Linked DNA regions of Hordeum vulgare: region 1 is linked to region 2. Evidence: chromatin contacts called from public Hi-C data. All regions are on one chromosome and are shown on one strand. The core of a region is the stretch at or near the end of the contact, and the rest is flanking DNA. Distances in the headings are between cores, read along the strand shown.

What was found. Hi-C and Micro-C count contacts between places; a contact is called where the count stands out from the background.
Region 1: a contact with region 2 is called in a Hi-C map of leaf, with 5 times the contacts expected there. The contact joins the promoter of LOC123411674 here to the promoter of LOC123412667 in region 2. A contact is called at or near these places in 4 of 6 Hi-C or Micro-C datasets (leaf and seedling) and 1 of 1 datasets of contacts at active chromatin or transcription factors (embryo).

Annotation. Positions count from the first base shown.
Region 1 is chr7H:130,899,427-130,906,241 of MorexV3_pseudomolecules_assembly, reverse strand. LOC123411674 reads right to left here and starts at 4,244. Exons shown (of 1, transcript XM_045104636.1): 1 at 1,023-4,244. The coding sequence starts at 4,083. The coding sequence ends at 1,183.
Region 2 is chr7H:130,512,046-130,518,846 of MorexV3_pseudomolecules_assembly, reverse strand. It overlaps LOC123412667, which reads left to right and starts at 3,775. Exons shown (of 2, transcript XM_045105614.1): 1 at 3,775-5,901; 2 at 5,992-6,801. The coding sequence starts at 4,775.

The sequences.
Region 1 (6,815 bases), core at 2,995-5,494, 390 kb before region 2:
GTTTGGAGTGCGAGAGAAATCCTTGCCGGTTCGTCCGGCTCCGATGCGGTGACACCGGCGGGTGCCACCATTCCTTCCTGGAGGATGTCGGTGGTAGCCATCCGCTACCCCCTTCCTTGTGCCGGGGGAAACCCTAGGACTCGTCCGGGCAGCAGCGTGGTCGACGTCGCATCCCTTCTTGGAGGTGCTGCTTGGCACGTGACGGATCGGAGCCTCGGGCTGTGGTGGTTTGTCTCAGGAAGGCGCAGCGGTGGCGGGTCATCCGCTCTTTATCGAACTGCCGTTGTTGGGATTTGTTTCTTTTTTGTTTTTTGGGCTTGATGTGCTGTTCGCCCCAGCAATATTTGATTGCTTTGAAATACAAAGTGGGGGAAACCCTTTTTCGGTAAGAAGTATCTTCCCACGCTCCTCCAGCGCGCCTTGAAATTTTATTTATAAAAGTAGAGATGTACAATATGTAGAAATATTGCATACCCAAAATATCCTCATACTTGAACATCATCTACACGCAAGAACAACTCAGAATCCAATGAAGGTATCAATGTCTCTGTGCTGATAAAATGCTGCTGACACGTCCTGTAGTAACCCACTGAATTGCTTCATTTTCGAAGAGTTACTCCATCCATTCGAATGAATAAGGTGTGCATGCATTTTAAAATTAAACTTTGACCATACATTAGATTAATAGTATATATATTGTGTGACTTTAACATTATTACCATTAAAGAATGGAGGGAATATATTTAGCTAAAGATACATATCCTCGCTTTAGAAGACTACTCATATTTCTCTCTTTCAAGTATGTTCCAAGAAATGAGTATGGAGGGTGTTTTGCCCCTCTCCGCTAGGTGGTTATTTTGTTGTTACTGCAAATTTAGATATTATCAATTAGCATCCTCCACCACTACAAATATTGCATCCCTGGGTTCCCATATGACGTGACTGTTCATGCATGGCTATCCAGGCAAACAAGTTTCACTTCAGAAGGCAATTCCACAAATTGTAAAGCAAGAGAGGAGAACTACTTCACAGCTCACAGTTGTCATTTGTATTATCTTTTGCCCACATTCAAAGAATGCACCAAATAATATTACGTGACGGCGTTGAGCAAGAAAAACACAAATTACAACTTTGGAGGTTGTGTCTATCTCATGATAGACTCAACAAATGTCACAACCGAGACTACTCTTTCACAGGCAGACGACTTTGTCCTGGTTCCCCATCAGATGGTTCATTGCTTGAATCGTTGCAATTGAAGAACCTTTTCAAACGTTGCACCCACTTTTTCCCCTTCTCCTTCACTAAGCTTCCCAATTCGTCAAATGACAACAAGACATGGATGACGATGTAGATGATCACAGCAATGACGAGTGCAAAAATGTACACAGATGTCTTCAACTTCCTGCAGCTGCCCGCGGCATATGCCCCAAGTAAACCAAGCAAGTCCAATACCATTGCTGTTTTCATGGCAAAGAGAGATCTCTTGTACTTGCTTATTGTGTTGTTCAGTAGGAGGATGACCATTACCATTGAGGCCATGAATGCTGTGGCGTTGCAATAGAAGAATACCTTGTATCGTGTTAGGTTGGTATCATGGAGGATTGGGTCACCTGCAAAATGGCCATCCTTGTCATCAGGCCAAACTCCTCCAGGCGGAAGCAGACCAGCTTGGTATGTGACAGTGACTGCAAGAGTTCCAATCAGCATCAAATCTTTGCGCCATTTGTGCTCTGTTCTCTTACTATCAGTATCACCTATGCTTGTCGTGCGATTCGTTGATGAATCTTCGTGCTCAGAAGGCTCAGCTTTGAACTTGAACATCCGTGCCAGCAGCAAGCAATTCACCTTTTCTTTTGCAAATTTCAGAACCAGGACTTGAACAATGACATAGACAAATACTGCAAGAACAACGAGAATGACATAGAAAGATGTTGACACTTTTCTGCAGCTTCCGGTAGCAAAAGCACCAATGAGGCTGATCAGATCAACCAGTACACATGCACGCAGCGCATAGCACTTCAGACCTTTGTCGCATATCCTCTTGTTAACAAGCAACAGAATTACTGCCAGGGATGCCATGAAAGCTGTAGCATTGAAGTAGAAGAACACCCTATAGCGGTCTCGGAACTCGTCACGGAACACTGAGTAACCTGCTCGGTGGCCATTTTTTTTATCAGTCCAAAAGCCACCTGGTGGGCTTATACCAGTTTGGTATGTGATAGAAGCTGCTAGAATTGCGAGCAATATCAGAAACTTCCGCCTCTTCCGCAAATCTTTGTCTTCTGGAATATCCGTAGGTCCAGAAGCCCCTGTTATGCTCTCCCACCATATCTTGAGATTGGGAGGTACATATAGAATATGAAGTACAACATAGGCGAACACCAGGAGGACTAGGACGAACACATAAATGGATGTCGAGAACTTCCTGCTGCTTCCAGCAACGTAGGCTCCCATAAGACCAAAGAGCACCAGTGTCATCGCTGTTTGCAGTACATGTCGCTTCATGGCATGAATGGTAATCAACTGGCTCTGGAGTAGGATGATGATGGCCAAAGAGGCTACAAATGCTGTGGCATTGCAATAGAAGAATGCCTTGTAGCGCTTGGGACTGATGGCCTCCAAAATTGGATCACCAGCAATATGCTCATCACTGTTATCTGTCCAAAAGCCTCCTGGTGGATTCATCCCAGCTTGGAAGGTGACTGTGGCGGCAAGGATGCCAAGCAATAGAAGGTATGTGCGCAACTTCTGGAAATCATCCTTACCATCAGTCACTGGAGTGCGGTTGCCTGACTGATCTTGCACTGGTATGGCAGGTTCTAACAAGTTGCCGATGAAAGTCCTCAGATTCTGAACCATTTCTTTATTTTTCGCTTTTACACGTTTGATGGTGTCTTCAACATATGCTGACTTAGGCAGAGCAGGTTCAATACACTGAATGATGAGGTAGAGCAAGACTGCACCAACAAGTGCAAAGACATAGATAGATGTATGTACCTCCCTGCAACTTCCAGCAGCATATGCCCCCATAAGCCCAATGAGACTAACTACCACACACAACCGCAGAGCATTTGACTTGACAACATGATTCACCGCTGTTTGACTGAGGACCATGATGATGATGACAAGGGATCCAGCAAAAGCAGTGGCATTGCAGATCAAGAAGGCCTTGAATCGGCGTGGATAATGGTCTCGGAGCACCGGATCACCAGCAATGTGGTTATTATCACCCTCAGACCAGAAGCCACCTGGAGGGGTTAGCCCTGCGACATATGTCACGGTTGCTACCAATGTGGCAAGAACCAGCAAGGAGCTGCGATTTCTTTCAAGATTTTCCTCTTCCTCTCTCTTCTTTGCAGCCTCTTCCGCCTTTTTTCTCTTCTCTTCTTCTGCAAGAACGAGATCCGAGCTGCGACTTCTTTCAAGGTCCACTACTTCCATCCGGACTGGTGCCTCTTGCATATCTATTGCCATGTCTGTTTTTGATGGCATGAAAATGTTCCCCAGAGTTCTCTTCCAACTTCCACTAATACCCGATAATAAAACTTGCAGCTTCTTAGGTGCCAGATGCTTGAAGAATACCACATGGAGTGTGACATAGGCGAAGATGCCAACTAGTAACACCCAGATGTAAACAGAGGTCCTCACCTCCCTGCAGCTCCCAGCGGCGTAGGCCCCCATGAGCCCCAGCAAGCCCAGAATCATGGCGAACTGGAGCGCGCGGAGCCAGACCACCTTGCCGGTCAGCTCCCTCAGCAGGAGCAGTATGAGCACCATGAGCGAGGCCCCGAACGCCGTCGTGTTGCAGTAGAAGAAGACATGGTACCGCCTGGGGTAGCTGTACCTCATCACGATGTCGCTGGCGACGTGGCCGTGCTCGTCGTTGTCCTGCCAGAAGCCGCCCGGCGGGGCCAGCCCCGCCTGGAACGTGATGGCCGCCACGAGGATGGCCATCAGCACCAGGTACTTGCGCAGCTTCCACAGGAGCTCGGCCTCGGCGGCGCTGGCCGGCTGCTGGACGGGAGTGTTGCCTGCAGCTGCAGGGCCACTGCCATTGGCGTTCTGCTCTCCGGCATCCGCCATGGCTCTGAAATTCCTTTGCAAATCTCTGGCTTTTCTCTAAAGATTGTAGCCTATATGTGGGTTGGCAAGACTGAGATGAACTGGTAAACGGCGCTAGTCTTGGTCCACAGTCCCACCCCACAGCAAGGGGGAAGTGGACAAGATAAAGAACTAAACTTGAAAGCCAAATCGCAGTCCCAGCCCACAAATATCCCATGTGGACAAAAACGTGGACCGTTTCAAATGGCCGACGCTTCGCCGTTGTGGCCATAAAAGCGCGGCAGTCCTTTTCTGCAGGCTACTCGTCCAGCTTCATGCAGCATACTCTCTCCGTTATTAAATATAAGTTTTTTTAAAAATTTTACTATAATATTATATACGAATGTATATAGACATATTTTAAAGTCTAATTTTACTCATTTTGTTTTATATGTAGTTTACTAGTGAAATATTTAGAAAGACTTATATTTAGAAACGGAAAAAGCATTTAGTTATTTTCTACACTCCTACCTACTTCGGAGCAGCGCAACTTACTTATGTGGGAAAAAATGTGGTGGTGGGTTCAGATAATCTCAGATTACAGCATATTTACTACACCCATGCCTACCGAATAGCAATAGCAATACTACCTTGTATTATTGGCAAGCCATGATACAACTTGCACAAACATCCAAGAAAGCCTGTCGATATCCTTCATGTCTTTCCATCTGAACATATATGTTTCTTTAAGGGGTCCATTGCTTGTTCCCTCCTAGCTCTTTCCTCTGCCCTTTCTATCTATCCTTTTCATCTTAACTGAACCTCGAGAATATACGAAAAGTTTATTATCTTCATAATTTGCAATCCTTGGTTCACAACTTTACTTTCAACAGGTGTGTGAACATACAGATTTGTCTTTGTTCTTTCAATTGACTTTGATCTGAAGACTTGCCTCTTTCTAGTTTTCTTAATACTGCTGCGCAGAGGTTGTTTGGAGTGCTCTGTGACTGTGACTGTGACTGTGTAGTATCTAGGGAGAATCGTGCTAGATTTACTTTATTTAAGTGCCACGTGCATGGCAAGCTAATATAATGCCATTCAAGTACCAGGCTGTTAGAGGGACAGAGATCTGCATGTTTTTAAGTCCGGCCAGGACGACAAGACAACAAGCTGCCACCAGATGCGTGCATCCTCGCACCCGAAGACTTGCCAATCCCCAAGTCTTCGTGCCTGTCGCCTGGGTCCTAACACCAACCGCTCAAGATAATGCAAATCCATTTCCCACTAGTTCCACACTGCAAGCAGAAGAGAGAGTGCTCTTTGTCTGAACTTTTGCACATTTGATAACTAAAATACTAATGTTTGTTGCCTCGAAACAAGCATCAAAGATACTACCCATGTCCAAGCAGCCCCATCATGCAGCGCAGGTGCAATGAGACGCAAGAGGATAAGAGCAAGCAGCTGGGCACATGCATACCTGTCACAGTAGCAGGCGTCTCGGGTACTGCAGCAGGGCAGCTGGGCCGGCAGGCGTTCACGGCTGCCGCGAGCTGGGCAGGAAGGTCGCCCCATAGCCATTTTGCTGGACACTCGCGCGTTACCTCGAACGCCTGCCGGGCCATGCTGCCGGCGCGTTTCGTCAAACACCTGCCGGGCTATGCTGCCGGCGCGTTTCGTCGAGCACCTGCCGTGTGCCCGCCCAGCCACTCCGTAACAGGCCGGCGACCTCCTGCGCCGAGGCGTCCCGGCGGCAGCGTCGCCCGTCGGAAACATGCTGCGGTTGCGCTGGTGCCGGACAGCGCGATCAGTTGGAACATCAGCGAGAGAACTTCCGGAGCCGTCTTGTGTGTGTAGTCGCCGATCGAGTCGAGAATCGAGATGGAATACTACGTCATTGAGGTCGATGTCACGCCCTCGGTCTCTGATGACGTTCATCGAGTGATGCGATGCGAGGCCCGGCAGTCAGCCAGACAACGCGTGATGCAAGAAGAGGGCTCTGCCTGGACGGGCTTGGTGGACAGTGGGGACCACCTCTAAGTGCAAGTCCAACTACTGACATGCACGCCATTCTTGGTTGATAATTTAACTAATGAAAAATATATGCTTAGAAACTACACTTGTTTAAGAATTAAATGGTATATTTTTAATGGTATATAATTCATATTTAGTTAGTCAAATCGATGACTTATAACTACGTGTACGTCATATAAACGAAGATAAAGTAAGTATCAAACATCCATGGATATGTCTGTCCAACGAATGAGTGTGACGGTCATCCAATCCGATCAACTTGAAAATGAATCTTTCACGAAAAGGCGACAAAAATTTATCAGATTTTGATATATTTATTTAGAACCAAATGACAAATGCTAACAATCTTCAACTAAATTGAACGAAATTTAAACTAAAACTACACTAAACTAAAAGAGGTACCAGATAGTGACTTCATAAATGGGCTCTAAGTCCATCGACACCTCCTTCATCGCCCGGTCCACTGTTGTTGCCCTTCTAGCGACGAGCGGCCTCCCAAGAGTCCCGGCAGCCTTGATCAGTTCGCTCCGCACGATCGTGATGCAACCGCTCCACCTCGCACAATCAAACGTGTCTTGCTGCAGTGACGGCCGAGCGCGGACTCCGGCATGTGTCGCCCGCCCTTGCCCTTGCTAGCAAGGACATCGGTTGCTCAATCGGGACTTGGCCAGCCCGATCTTGTTGTAATAGCCCAAACCTAATACTTGCATTGAGTGACCTCTTTGTAATATCAGTTAAAGTAT
Region 2 (6,801 bases), core at 2,526-5,025:
ATCCATGGATATACACACTCTCACCACCTCATATTTGCTAGCCTCTTCGATACTGTGCATTGCCCATTCTTACCTCGAGGATCGGTGTGAACTTCACCGGTGCATCCAATCCTCGCGACATGATACATGTTGTTGCACATAAGCCACCTTATACCTTCCTCAAAACAGCCACCACACCTACCTATCATGGCATTTCCATAGCCATTCCGAGAAATATTGTCATGCAACTTCCATTGTCACATCATATGACTAGTACATTGATTGTCATATTGCTTTGCATGATCATGGAGCTGACATAGTATTTATGCTAAAGCCACCGTAGATCATTATCATACATGTTATGCTAGATCATTGCACATCCCGACACACTGCCAGATGCATTCATATAGAGTCACATTGTTTACTAATTTTTCATATCGAGTTCTAAGTAAATAAAAATGTGATGTTATTAATTATTTACGACACTGTCTCTATGAGGAAATGATGGTGAAGACAATGATTCCTCAACAAGTCGTGATGAGACTCCGTACTAAAAATAAAGAAAAGAAAGAAAAGAAAGAAAAAAAGAAAGAAAGAAAGAGAGAAAAGAGAGAAGGGAAAGGGCTACTACCTCTTTTTTCACACTTGTGCTTCAAAGGAGGATCATGTTTTTCATATAGAGAGTCTAATGTTTTGTCACTTTCATATGCTGGTGGCAATTTTTCATTATAGAACTTGGCTTGTATATTCCTATGACGGGTTTCCCCAAATGCCTGAGGTCTTCATGAGCAAGAAAGTTGTATGCATACCCACTTAGCTTCGGTCGAGCTTCCATACACTTATAGCTCTAGGGCATCCGTTGAATGACAATCCCCACTCCTCGCATTGATATCTATTGATGGGCATCTCTATAGCTCGTTAATATGCCTAGTTGATGCGAGACTTTCTTCTCCACTTTTACCCCTTTGAAATCCACCACCATATTCTATTCCACATCCATGCTATGTCCATGGTTCACGCTCATGTATTAAGTGAGTAATAAAAGCTCAAGCGCGTTAAAAAGTACGATCCAATTTCCTGACTTAACACTGTGATGCTTGACATTTGCATTTATGTGGTAAAGACGGGGTCATGCCATGCTAATATGAGAAAATGAATGGGGGCATTCTTTAAGGATCGTATATTTTGAACATTGGTGATTATGTTGCTTATGTTCACGGATATTACTATGTTGATGTTTGTTAATTCATCGTTTCTCAATGATCATACATGCAAAAGATTACATGTTGGGTAGCATGTCACATCGAAAACTCTGTTTTTATCATTTACCAACTCGAGGACGGGCGAGAATTAAGATTGGGGATGCTGACACGTCTCCAATGTATCTATAACTTTTGATTATTTCATGCTATAATATTATCATTCTAGGATACTTTTTGGACATTTATTTGCTGATTCATATTATTTTTTAGCACTAACCTATTAACCCAATGACAATTGCCAGTTGATATTTCTACATGTTTTTGGTTTTTCAGGATTACAGTACCAGACAGAGTCCAAATAGCATAAATCTTTTTGATATTTTTTATGGACGAAAAGAGGAGCTGGAAGCTTCGGGGGAAGACGGGAGGCTGCACGAGGGCCCCACAAGACAACAGGGCATGCCCAGGGGGGCTTGCCATGGCCTATTAGCTGTGGGGCCCCCTCGACACTTGCGACCTTGTTCTCTGGCTTATAGATTCTCGTATATTTCAAAAGCCCTAAGGAAGCTCCGGAAAAAAAAACATCTACGCAAATCTCTGTTCCGTTGTGTGCCCATCCGAACCCCTGTTTTGGTACCATGTCAGAGGGGGGGTCGATTACGGAGGGCAACTACATCAACCTTGTTGCTCCCATGGTGATGCGCGAGTAGTTCACCACATACCTATGAATTCATAGCTAGTATCTAGATGCTCTCTCTCCTATGTTCTTCAATATAAAGTTCATCACATCTTCGTGATGATCTATTCAATGTAATCACTTTGTGCGGTGCGTGTGGCGGGATCCGGTGAATTGTGGGTTTATGTTCAGATTATTCATGATAAAGATTTGAGTCTTCTTTGAATTACTATTTGATCCTTATTTGCATGATTATTATAACTTCGTAAATTTCTCCGATCTATTGATTTGGTTTGGCCAACTAAATTGTTCTATCTTTAGTGAGAGGGGTGTGTTGTAGTGGGTTCAGTCATGCGGTGCTCAATCCCAGTGACAGAAAGGACATGACACGTATTTGTATTGCTTCCACTAAGGATAAAACAATGTGGTTGATTCATATTAATTCAATTTTCTTTGTCTACATAATGTCATTATTCTCCAAGCATTACTCTGTTTTACATAATACTCTAGATGCATGCTCGATAGCGGTCGATGGATGGAGCAATAGTAGTAGATGCAGGCAGGAGTCAATCTACTTGCTTATGGACGTGATGCATATGTACACATGATCATTGTTGTGAATAAATATTGCATAACTATGCGCTTTTCTATCAGTTGCCCAATAGTAATTTCTTTACCCATCGTCTGCCTTTTTCGAGAGAGATGCCGCTAGAGAACACTATGGGCCCCGGGTCTATTCACATATAAATTTACAAATGCAACTATTTCCTCGCTGCCTTTATTTACTTTCAATTTATTTTGCAATTTATATTTATCCAACTATCATCTACACTACTTATCTGCTTGCAAGTAACGAGTTCAAGGGGATTGACAACCCTCCTGACTACGTTGAATGCAAGTGTTTGCTATTTTGTGTATACGTGTTGAAGACGGATGTTGTGTGATCCTCCTATTGGTTCGATAACCTTGGTTCTCACTGAAGAAAATACTTATCTATACTATGCTGCATCATCCCCTCCTCTTCGGAAAAAACCCAATGTAGATCACAAGTATCAGAGAGCAGTTGGTTCTTTGAAAAATGGATTTAAGATCATTGATGACAGGCAATTCCACCCTTTCTACATCCAAGTTAAGCTTTTGTGTGCTTCATAACTGGATTGTGGAGTGGTATCTCGATGAGAAGATGTGATTGTTGATGATGTTGAGTCTTGTCGTGGTGTCAAGGCATATGATAATGAATCATGAAAGAGCAAAAGGTTGAAGCGGGCTGAGGCAATGTGGGCTACCAAAGATAACACAAGGATCTGATGAAGAAGAAGAAGAAGAAGAAGACACCTCCCCCCCCCCCCCCCACCCCCACACACACACTTCATCGCTATTGATGAAACATTCTCCACTGAGCCATATGTTTGTTAATTTGTACTGCCATTTCTTAGTACCTACAACGAATTTATTTAGTAGCTAGGAGTGAAACAGTGTCAATCCCGTACTGCATGATGATTATTTGACATTGTCTGGTAAGATCACCACTAGTGAGAAGGGGTGACCACTGACCACAATATAGGCCAGGAGTAAACAAACAACATGTTTTCACATCTTCACAACCATAACCCTTAAGGGCCTCTTTGGATTGAAGGATTCCAATCAATTGGATTTTTTTTCCTAAGGAAGCCCTTTGGATGACACTTCCAAAATTCCTATGGATTGCATTCCCACGCCTCAATCCTATAGGAATTTCAACATTCACTCTAACCTCCTTTTTACAGTAATTCGCGTAGGATCGAAGCACTTTTCCTATGTTCCATCCAAACGACGATTCATGTAGCTTTTCTCTGTTTTGTACCTGCAACCATGTCAAATTCCTCTGTTTCTCTAATTCCGGTGTTTTCTAATCCTATGATCCAAAGAAGCCGTAAGCGCATCCAACCAAATGTCATGTATCAAACGACCTCGTGATGCAATACAAGCAGCCACACAAGTGCAAAACATGGCTTAAAACCTATATTACCTCTGCCGGGCTCTACGGAGCAACAAATGTAAAGAGGTCTGCAGGCAACCAAACACGACCATAGAGACATGAAAAGCAATTACTTTCTCCGTTCCAAAATAAATGTCTCAAGGTTATATTAACTTTATACTAAACTTGAGACAATTATTTTGGGACGGAGGGAATACGTTTTGTCCCAGTACGGTGCAATGTAGACAGTCCAGCCATGCTATTCCCAATTTACGAATATGTATTGCACAGGGTGCTTGTCGTTGAGAGCTGAAACATGCGCATAGATTCAAACTGGAAAGGACTTGAACCCTGGTCTTGAGGTATCAGGTTCAGGTGCATCATATCCCTCGGGAACAAACAGCACCGTCGAGAAATGCGACTCATACCCTGCTTCATGTGCTGTTTTTCTGACTAACTGAGTACTAACGCTCTAGCTTTTTCCAGTAAACTGCCTGTGTACAAAACCACAAGAAAGTTACTACACAAAAACACAGTTTATCGAATGGGTGTACCTTATTTGGATTCAACATCCGGTGTCTTCACCACCCCTCGTGGCGTGTCACCATCTTCCCCACGCCCCATTACTGATGAAGCAGGGACCGGCGACAACACCATTACCACTAGTCAGTCTCCGGCCTGTGCTGGCAGCCACCAACCTTATAACACAAATAAATAAATAATGCAGGAGGTGATCTCCTCGAGAAGATGAACGATGTCCGTCGGATGCCGATCCGACGACGCTATGCATAACGATATATTTGGCTGCAATGCCGTCTTTCTTTTGCTTTCCTCCTCTATATTTATTTATGACGTTATACCAGCTTGTCATGCTGACGAGCAATCTTGCCGGCTCAGCTATATACCGGAGACAGATTCAGGTCTTGAAGTTGAACCTTGAGGCACCATTTTTCTTTGCAAATGGTGGCCGAGCTAGCACGCCAGAACAGCCCAACCGAGATCACAATTGACGGCCCCGAGCCGGATCCTCCACCTTCTGCCACCAATCTAACAAATGGAAACAGACAGCCCCAGGATCCTCAGCCTCCTCCACCTGCAAACGAGCTCATGCTGGACCTGAGCAAGTACATCCTGCTGCTGGCAACGCTGGTGGCCACGGTGACGTATACCGCGGGGTTCAACCCGCCGGGGGGCGTCTGGCAGGAGACTGTCGCCGCCTCGGACCAACTCGCCGGCGACTCCATTCTCCAGACCACCAGCTACGTCCGGTATCTCGTGTTCTTCTACTGCAACGCCACCGCGTTTGCCTCGTCGCTTGTGGTCATCGTCCTCGTCCTCTTCCTCACACTCCTGAAGAAGCAGCTCCAACTCATGCCCCTGCAGGCGGTCATGGTGGTGGACCTGCTGAGCATCATGGGAGCCTATGCTGCCGGGACCTGCCGCGACAAGCCCACCACCATCTTCACCTCAGTGCTGGTGGCTGCGGCCATCGCCTACCTCACTCTCCAGATGGTGCTGGCCTCATTGACAGGCGACAAGGACATCCACATCGACTTACCGCACGAGAAACGGCTTCGAAAGGTACTGATGCTGCTCGCGACATTTGCGGTGAGCGTGACGTACGTGGCTGGGATGAGCACGCCGGGCGGCTTCTGGGATAACACCGAGAACGGCCACCGCCCTGGCGACGCGATCCTCAAGGACAGCCATGGCAAGCGCCTGACGGTGTTCTTGTGCTTCAACACCCTCGCGTTCATCGCATCGCTCCTCATCATCGTGGTGCTACTGGACAGAAACCCTCCCATGACTAAGGCATACAAGCTCATCGCCGTGGCGCTGATCAGCCTCATCGTCTCATACACGGCCGGCAGCTGCAGGGAGACCGACACCAACTTCTATGTGGGCAGCCTGGTTATTGCCGTCCTGGCATTCATGGCATTGCTTCAAGCTGCATTCCTTCAAAATACCATAAAAGCTGCAAGGGATACCAGTTTCTGGAACAAAATTAAAAGCTTCTATCGTTGGGTGTCAGGGAGGTTGCTAAAAGCAATAACAATAGCTCCAGGTCCGGTGGCTAATGACAGCAGGTACTAGGAGGAGCACATCCCTTTTCTTATTCTTCATCCTCTGCAAATCATTGGCTTTAAATAACCTCTTTTGCTCCTCCAATTACATAGGATCGCAGCGGAGCAGGCTCGCTCCCTTGTACTGTTGCTAGCCACTCTTGCTGCAACCATCACTTACCAAGCGGGGCTGGATCCACCCGGTGGCGTCTGGCCCGATAATCGGGACGGCCACATGGCTGGTGACCCCATCCTCCTCACGGTGAACGCTAAACGGTACAAGGCGTTCTACTACTGCAATTCCGTCGCCTTCGTAGCCTCCTTGGTGGCCATCATCCTGGTCCAAAACAAGGTTATGCTCCAGACCCATGTGCTCCAGGCAGCCATGATACTGGACTTGTTTGGCCTCATCGGAGCATATGCTGCGGGAAGCTCCCGGGACTTGACCACCTCAATTTACGCCATGGCATTGGCAGGCGCCGTCCTGGTCTATGTGGTGATCCATGTTGTCTTCTTTACACTGAACCACGCCGAAGCCACTGCTGAGGAAATTGAGTCCATGGAGAAGAGGCGCAAGCGGTTGCTCCTTTTCGCAGTATTGGTCGCGACCATCACTTACCAAGCTGGGTTGACACCTCCTGGCGGCTTCCGGCTTCAGGATGATGGATCAAGCGGGCACCAGGCAGGGGACCCAGTCCTCTTGTACAACTTTCCCCGCCGCTACAGAGCCTTCTTCTACTGCAATACGGTGAGCTTCATGCTGTCCATCGCCCTCATTATATTGCTCGTGAACCCCCATTTATACAGGCCAGCAATACGAAGCTATGCGCTCGCTGTTTGCACGGCGGCGGGCATGTTTGGTCTGATAGGGGCCTATGCTGCCGGAAGCACCCAGCATCTGAAAACATCCATCTACATCTTTGT